2 separate regions of the Mus musculus genome follow, and region 2 is linked to region 1. The links are chromatin contacts, called in public promoter capture Hi-C maps. All regions are on one chromosome and are shown on one strand. Each heading gives the region's core, a stretch centred on a gene start, on an enhancer-like site or on the middle of the called end of the contact. The rest is flanking DNA. Distances are from core to core; before and after follow the strand shown.

Region 1 (4,460 bases), core at 1,449-3,948:
CCTCGTTAAGGAACAGGCAAGCTGGAAATAGACACTTACCCAAACAGAACATCAATATGGCCTATTAATAGTTATATGAAAAATTAGCATCAGAATGAGAGTCATTAAAATCACAAAGAGAGGCCACCTCAAGCCCATTAAGAGTGTCAGTTACAGCAGCCCAGAGACTTAGCAAAGAGGTTTGTTTAGAGTGCTTGTTGCTCTTGCAGAGGCTAGGGTTCCCAGCACCCACATGGTGGTTCACAACCAGTTCTAACTCCAATTTCAAGGGATTTGACACACTCTTCGGATCACCTACACGACCAGGTATGCACAAGGAGCCATAGGTTATGTAGGCACAACACTCAGGAAGAGAGAGAGAGAGAGAGAGAGAGAGAATAATGAATATGAATCTTTTTAAAAACACTGACCATTATCAGAAAACAAAACATAATGTAGAGAATATAGAAGAAAAAGAACATCATGGAGGAAATGTAACTTCACAGTCATTGCAGAAAACAATGTGGCAGATTTTCAATTACAAACAGACCTCACACTGATCCATGGATCCCACGGCTGAGGGGAATACACACAAAGGAAATAACATCAGTATCTGCAAGAGACATTTACACTCCCACCGCTCTTCCAGCATCATTTCCATAGCAGTGATACGCGACCTCACCAGCAGACGAATGGACCAAGCACATGGAGGATGGGGCTCACGCACAGTGAATCATTTACTACAATATGGATGCACACATGCAATACGCTAAAGAGGAAGGCAAGCACGGGGGATGGGGATGGCTCAGGGGCTGAGAGCCGCTATGGCTTTTGCAGAGGACAGAGTTCAGTCTCCTGACAGCTACAGTGCCTGGAACCCAAGCTGCAGGGAAGCCTATAGCTCTGGTTTCCGGGGGGGGGGGGCACCTGTGGTCATGGACACATAACCCAACATACGTAACTTTGAAGACAAATACTTCATCTTTAAACAATGACAGATACCCATGGTCTCAGTCATGTAGAATCTGAAGCTGTTTTCTCCTAGGAACAGCAAGATGCTGGTTGGTGGGGTTTGAGTGGCGGAGGCGTCAAGAGTGGGAGACGCAGATCCATAAGGGAGAGAGATGGGAGGATGATGATCAAGGGCTACAGAATTCCAGCTACCGGACAGAAGCTCAGAGATGTGTCATGAAACATGGACTTCGATGGATGGTTTTGAAAAGACAGAGAGGGTGGACATTAAGTGTACTCACTCCAAAAATGTGAGTTAGATTAAGTCATCCCAAAGGACATAAATACGGTACAGATTTACACAATACAAACAGTTCGTCGCAACATTTGGAAAAACACTCTGCTCTATGGTATATTCACCTTCCTTGTTTTTGAAATAGGTTCTCACTGTGTAGGCCAGCTGGCCTGAAACGTGTTATGGGGATCAAGCTGCTACAGAATTCACATTGCCCTTCCTGCTTCTTTCTGCCTCGTTGTACCCCACAAAGCCTAGCTTTTCTGTTTGAGTGGCTTTCTTAAACATCCACCAGCAATCGCATTGTTTCTCACACTCCCTTGTCCTGCAGAACACTGAGTGGAATGAACCCAAGATGGCCTCACAGAGCAACAACTAAAGCACACCAGGCCCTTAGGATATGGCGGCACTGCACTAACAGGCTTCACCACAGGCATCCTAAGGTTCCTGACAGGCCTGGAGAGCCTGAGGGGACAGAACCAAGACTCCAACCCAGATGGAGGGGAGGGGAGGGGAGGGGGAGAGAGCCTACCACTTTCCCAATCTCAAAATCTACTAGAAAACAAAAACCTCCACTCTTCCGCTGCTTTGAAATGAAGACCTGTAAGAAGATCTAAGGCCATCTGACGTGTGACACCATCCAAATAGAAATCGATTTAGCACATCGGAGTTTGAAAGCCCTTTTGTTAACCTCTGTCGGTTCCTATCTATAACATGGTCGGTGAGGTGGGGGGAGTGATTGTAGACAGAAGATGTCAAGGGTCATTGAAACGATAATGTGAATACTAACTGGAAAGGGGAGGGACAATGTAAGGGACACAATGATGGCGGTATCAATTTACACGTTCCTTCTTCATTTACTGACAATTCCATATTCTAAACATAAAACCCTCATTTCTCGCACAGAGAGAAAGCGCAAACTCGCCCTTGAGCCTTCGGTGGGTAGCAACAACGATCTCACGCTCCTCCAGCCCTCCTTTTGAATAATGGCCTGCGCAGGGAGCCTGAGTAAGCCTAGATTACATCTGAGTAAGCCTAGATTACATTTGAGAGCATCCCCAGTGAGCATTTCCCCTCTCTTCCCTCGACACTCACACGGCTAGAGCTCTGAGAAAAGGCCAGTAGGCCACCCTCGGAGGCACTTTCGGCCTCAAATGCTCGTCACAAAGCTCAATCTGAACCACAGGGAAAGCTTCCCTTCAGACTCCGCCCCTCACCTCTCCTCAGTGAAGCTTGGTCCTCTGCTGGTGGCCGCGAGAGAAAGCGACAAGCACGGTGATAATGCAAATAGCTCAAGGTGCGTACGCAGAGACGCGCGCGCGCACACACAGCACCGTCCCTAAACACTCACACACGCATCAACATCCATCCACCCCACCGTCCACACCCACACCCGGACTCCCGGCCTTACTCTGCAGAGACCGAAGACACAAAGCAATTCCCTACTCAGACCAGAAAGACCCGACCGTCCGCTATAGCGCCGCCAGGGCACCGGAAGTTGCTTTACTTCCGCCGCGGTAGCCCCTGGGAAATGTAGTGCCGAGTGCTCAACTCGATGAAGCCTAGCGGTCTGTAGTTCAGAGAGATCACTGCACACAACTTAGGCCAGGCCATCTGAGAGCTATGCCAGTGGTTTGTGGGAGACGTCGTGTTCTGTCTCCCAGACCCCCCACCCCACCCCCGGACAGAATAGGAAGCGTGATCAAATCCGGATATAACTGGCGTGGTTACACTTTGCACCAAGAGGGATTCCACCTGCTGTGCTCTAGTAGGGACTATGGTAGATTGGAAGACACTGAACTAAAGAATTGGTTGGTTTTAAACGTGGTAGTTTATATCAGCGATTTCAGACAGCCAGATGTTCAGAGAGTCAGTGTCCCTGTTATCTAGATAGGAAAACGTGAGTGAGGACTAGTTGGATAAATATCAACAGAACTGCGCCCATTTTGAAAGGTGAATGACTAGCATGTGGAAGTATCTAAACAACCACCGACGTATGTAAACAACCACCGACGTATGCCTTGTTTATGTAGGGAAAACGTACTTAGTGTAACATGACATTGAAAGATCCTGACAGAATGTAAAAGGTCACACAAGCCCTGAAATTGGCAAGATAGATGTCACTGTTAGCAGAACTAGCTTCACTGATTTAGAAAAATAGAGGTGCACAATGCTCTGGCCACTCCTTGAACCCGTGTGTCTGCCAATGTTTTGACCGTTCCTTGAACCCATGTGTGTGCCCACTGATGAAGCCCATTGCCAGGTGTTTGTGATATTGGTTGCTGAAAAAGAGTCAGAAAATCTCCCCAGCAACAACAGCCCGGCCAATCTAGAGTTCCTACACCTGCACCAGACTCTTCCCTTGGACCCCTCCCATACCCATTTCTTGAGAATAAACATTGTTTAGATCTGGAAATCCCCTACTTCCCCCTTCTCCTTCCCCCCCTGAGGGCCTATAAAAACTGGGACCTCTTTCCCCTTGGGGTCGACTCCTCTACCCCTGCGTGGGATATGAGTCGTCCCCAGAGCTCTGGCTTTCCCCGAATAAAGCCTCATGTGGTTTGCATCAAGCTTGGTCTCTTGTGAGTTCTTGGGTGTCCGCTATTGTCCTGAGGCCTGAGCAAGGGGCTCCTCTCGGAGTCTTTCAACATGAGCTTTCAAAACCACATTTATTTATTATTTATATTTACACATATTTTTCCAGAACATGAGAGAAAACTAGTGTCAAGGTTAATGATAATCCTATTAGGACCACTAAACATATTAGACGCTTTGTAAATGATCTAAACGCCTACAGTATAGACAGATTAGATTTGAAATAAGTCAGTCTCAACCAGATGTTAACTACAGAAAATACGTTGATAAATACTCTAGCTGATTAAAAGTGACCATCCTCAGGCGGGCAGTGGTGGCACATGCCTTTAATACCAGATTTCTAAGAGTTCAAGGCCAGCCTGGTCTACAGAACCAGCAGTCTCTACACGAAGAAACCTTGTAACAAAAGACAAACAAAACAAAGTGACCATCCTCACAATAGTCAAAAGAAGAATTAGATTGATTTTAAAGTTGAGGCAGATTGGGGGACAAAGAACATTGCCATTGATGACAAAGTAGCAATTCATCAAATGAAGTTCAGTTTGTTTTGTTTTGTTTTGTTTTGTTTTCAAGACAGTTTCTCTGTGTAACAGCTCTGGCCATCCAGGAACTCACTTTGTAGACCACATTGGTTCATAAT
Region 2 (4,103 bases), core at 1,590-4,089, 1.6 Mb before region 1:
GAGTGAATGAATGAATGGTGTTTTCTCCCCAACCAGGATCTCCAGCCACTTGGGGTTGTTTATAAGCACAGAGTAGGAGCTGGAGGGAAGCCGGAAGGGTGGGGATCAGCGTTCTGGGCAAGATAAAGAAAATAGCAGGCATAAAACTACCTTAGTTGCTTAAGGCAAACACTGTATTGATAACTCATGTTTTTTCTGCAGCACACTGGTGACAGTGGCCTTGGCTTCCACAATACCCAGGTATTTAATCCTAAGATTATCTATGGGCTGGCTGTGGTATCGCAAGCCTTTAAGCCCTGGAGGCAGAGGCAGGTAGATCCCTGTTAAGTCTGAGGACAGCCTGATCTACATATAGAGTTCTAGGAGAGCCAGGGTTACACTGAGAGACCCAGTCACAAAACAAGGAGTACCTCTTGCAGAGGACTGGGGTTTGGTTCCTAGCATCTGCACGGTGGCTCACAACTGGAGTTACAACTCTAGTTACAGGGAATTTACTGCCTCTTCTGGTCTCTGTGGGCACCAGGCACACACATATGTGGTAGTCAGATGGACATTTAAGCAAAACACTCATACACATAAAATAATCTGAAGAGAGAGAGAGACCTGTCGACTGCTCCTCATGCAGTTTTTGTTCCTCATCTCTTAAGCCTTCAGTTACCGAGGCTTGCTTCTCATGGCCCTTTCTCCACGGCCAGTTCCAACACTCTTGATTTACTCCATTCCAGCCCCAAATCCACCCTCCAGAGTTTAGGTTTAGTGTTTGTTTTGTTTTGTAATGTCTTTTTTCTGTTGCTTAGCAGGGTCTCATGAATCCCGGACTGGTCTGAGTTTGCTATGCTGACTATAAATTTGAACTCTTGCTTTGGGTCCTCTGGCTTTCAGCTCCTGAGTGCTGGGATTACAGGCATCTGCCAAGAAGGTTGGCTTTGTGATGCCAAGGTTGGTTTGTGTGATGCTGAGAATCAAACTCAGGGCTTCCTGCCTGCTAGGTGAGTGCTCTAGCAAGTGAATTACACCCCACACCTGGTGGTTTTCTTTTTGCTTTTTGTTCTTCAGGGTAGGGGTTGGTGCTTGTTACTGGGGTTGGCTATGAGCTATCCCAGTTCTGTTTCCACATCCAGAGTGCTGGGAGTACAGGCTTGCGCAACCAGGCCTACTTTGTTTACCGTAATAAGGACGTTATTTTCTTTTTCTTTTCTTTTTTAAAAAAAGATTTATTGGGGCTGGTGAGATTGCTCAGTGGGTAAGAGCACCCGACTGCCCTTCCAGAGGTCCTGGGTTAAATTCCCAGCAACCACATGGTGGCTCACAACCATCCATAACGAGATCTGACGCCCTCTTCTGGAGTATCTGAAGACGGCTACTCGTTTTGGATGGTTGTGAGCCACCATGTGGTTGCTGGGAATTGAACTCAGGACCTCTGGAAGAGCAGTCAGTTCCTTTTTTTTTTTTTTTTTTTGATTTATTTATTATTGTATGAAGTATACTGTAGTTGTCTTTAGACACCAGAAGAGGGTGACAGATCTTATTATAGATGGTTGTGAGCCACCATGTGGTTGCTGGGATTTGAACTCAGGACCTTCAGAAGAGCAGTCAGTGCTCTTAACCGCTGAGCCATCTCTCCAGCCCTATTTTATTTTTCTTAAACACATTTATTTGTGTGTGTGTGTGTGTGTGTGTGTGTGTCTGTGTGTGTGTGTGTGTCTGTGTGTGTGTGTCTGTGTTCGTGTGGTCTGGCAGGTGCCATGGCTACAGTGTGGAGGTCAGAGAACTTCAGGAAGCCAGTTCTCTTCTTCCACCGTGTTTGCACCAGGAATCTCCTGGCCGCCTGGGCCCCGGAGAGAAGCAGCGAAGCTAACAAGGCGTGGAGCACCCGGGCACGCCAGGCCTCCAGCCGTTGGGGGGTGGTGGTGGGGGGTGACCTTGCGAGCAGGTGCGAATCTGGTCATCAGGTTTGGTGGCAGTTGTATTTACTTAGCCACTTTGCCAGCCCAAGAGCAGTATTTTCAATGATAACGAGATCATTAATTCTTCTGCTAACGGCCTTCTACTTCCTCTGTCAGCCCTCCTCCATTCATCCAGTTTAAATGGAGCTTCTTTCCAGAAGCCCACCCTGGTTCTGTGGTAGTGGTTTGTAAGTCTCCTTTGGGTGTTGTACCTAGTCCAGTCCCCGTGTCCCTCCCCCTTTCAGGTCTGTTCATCCTTTGCAAGCTTCTGATCGTCACCCTAACACCTCTATATATTTGTATTTGTCTTCCTGTACGGGGTCCAGAGAAACCTGCAGTTTTAAGGACTTGTCACCTCTTTCCAGACAGTGCCCTGCCTAACTGGCAGTCGCACTGAATAGGAAACTGGGCTCTGATCATGCCCTGATTTTCACTGTCCCAACCCCTGCTCACTCAACTGTAGGATTTCACCATCACATTCCTGATCACTCTTCCCTCTGCTTCCGCATCACTACTACGGGCTGATCCTGTTTGACGACACACAGGCCAAGCTGGCCTGGCCACTGCTCAATCCGGGACATTTGTTTATGGCACAGAGAACGAGGAATTTAGGCAGGATATATCTCTCACACCTAAAGGAACGCTAAAGCAGAGCGGGCAGACAGCCACAGGTTTCCGAAAAGTTTCTCTCGCCATAGTCACAGCGCAAGCACGAAGGCGCAAGGACGTCGTGGCCAACAGACCCACGCCTCCCGCAAGGTCCGGCTGGGGCGGGGTCAATGCCAACCACGCCTCCTCCCAGGAGCCGGGGGCGGTGCCAGGTGCAGGCCGCAGAGCCAGGTGCGGGGCCCTCCGCGCTTGCGCCGCATCTGCCCCGCCCCGCCAGGTGCGCCCCACCCCCAGCCTGGGTGCCACCTTCTCTTGTGTCCCTGCGTCCGCCATTCGCCGTAGTACTCCTCGGACGGGTGGAGGCTTTCACAGTCTGGGGAAGAGTCGCAGAGTGTTGCCGCGCGAGTCCAGGGACCGTGTTGGGAGGCAACTAAGGCGTCGCACGCGCCAAAAGCCAGAAAAAAGGGCTTCCGGGGACCCGGGCGCCTCGAAGTCCTACTCCGGGGCGAAGCCGCACCTGAGCCCGCGGACCTGCAGTGCGCGTGCGCGGCCGTGGGCTTTCCCGCACCTGCTCGCGAGACCCCACCCCCACACCCCAACGGCCGGCGGCTCGAGGCCTGGCGCGCGGCGCTGGCAGCAGGTCATGGCGCAGCTTTGTGAGCTGCGGCGGGGCCGGGCGCTCCTCGCCTTGGTAGCTTCGCTGCTCCTCTCCGGGGCCCAGGTGGCCAGCCGAGAACTAGACGTCCACGGTGAGGGCCAGGCGGGGGATCCGGGAGCAGGGGATAGAGGAGGCCGCAGCGAAAGTGGGGGTACTCGGTGCGCAGAGTGATCGCAGGCTCCTTGGGGTTGGGGAGGATGGGCGGTGGAGCCAGACCTGCAGGTGGCGGGCTAGGAAGGGTAGGAGCCTCGCGAGCGCGGGGGCGTAAGGGTTAGCAAAGTGTCCCTTCCAGAAGGAAGGAGGAAGGGAGGGAGATGAGGTGTATTGACCCAGGAAGGCGTGGCACTGGAAGTGGGTGAGGAGCTCAACGAAGCGGAAATTGCTTGGCCAAAGAAAGCCCGGGGTGGGGACGGGGACTTGGGGTGGGGGTGGGGGGCGCATTCAAGCCTCAGAGGTGGAAATTTGTTCGGGAGACCTGTTGGCCGCTTTGGGTACAGGGAAAACGCACTTCGGACACCTGTTGATATCACATATGGCAACAGCCCCATGATCTCCCGAGGAAGAAGAGAAGCAGCGGTTGGTAGAAGGGAGGAGCTTTGCCAAGGTGCCTGCCAATGCAGGAACGTCTGTTCTCCGAGTGTAGTATTGGCACCCAGCAGCTGGGGTTTGCGTCTTTAGGAGTCGTTACAACTTTTAACTGCTTCAGACAACCACTAGCCAGCTTTGAAAAGATCTCTTTTGAAAGAATTCATTGATTGAGCAAACTTAATTGAGTCCCCGCTGAGGGTCTGTAAGAATGGTGGTCGTGGCTGACTCAAGACTAGACAGGTTCCTGAATTCGCAGAGCTTGGATTCCAGTGGGAGCGAACACTTAACGTGCAGAGTACTCG

What was found. Promoter capture Hi-C pulls out the DNA fragments that hold promoters and counts their contacts.
Region 2: a promoter capture Hi-C map of liver shows a contact between it and region 1, with 2.2 times the contacts expected there. The contact joins the promoter of Spint2 here to the promoter of Zfp60 in region 1. A contact is called at or near these places in 2 of 39 promoter capture datasets (both in liver).

The regions. Positions count from the first base shown.
Region 1 is chr7:27,729,647-27,734,106 of GRCm38.p6, reverse strand. It overlaps Zfp60 (zinc finger protein 60), which reads right to left and starts at 2,698. Exons shown (of 5, transcript NM_029531.2): 1 at 2,637-2,698.
Region 2 is chr7:29,280,713-29,284,815 of GRCm38.p6, reverse strand. Spint2 (serine protease inhibitor, Kunitz type 2) reads left to right here and starts at 2,839. Exons shown (of 7, transcript NM_011464.2): 1 at 2,839-3,304. The coding sequence starts at 3,199. It overlaps Gm45977 (a long non-coding RNA gene), which reads left to right. Exons shown (of 4, transcript XR_003946629.1): 3 at 202-240; 4 at 798-1,096.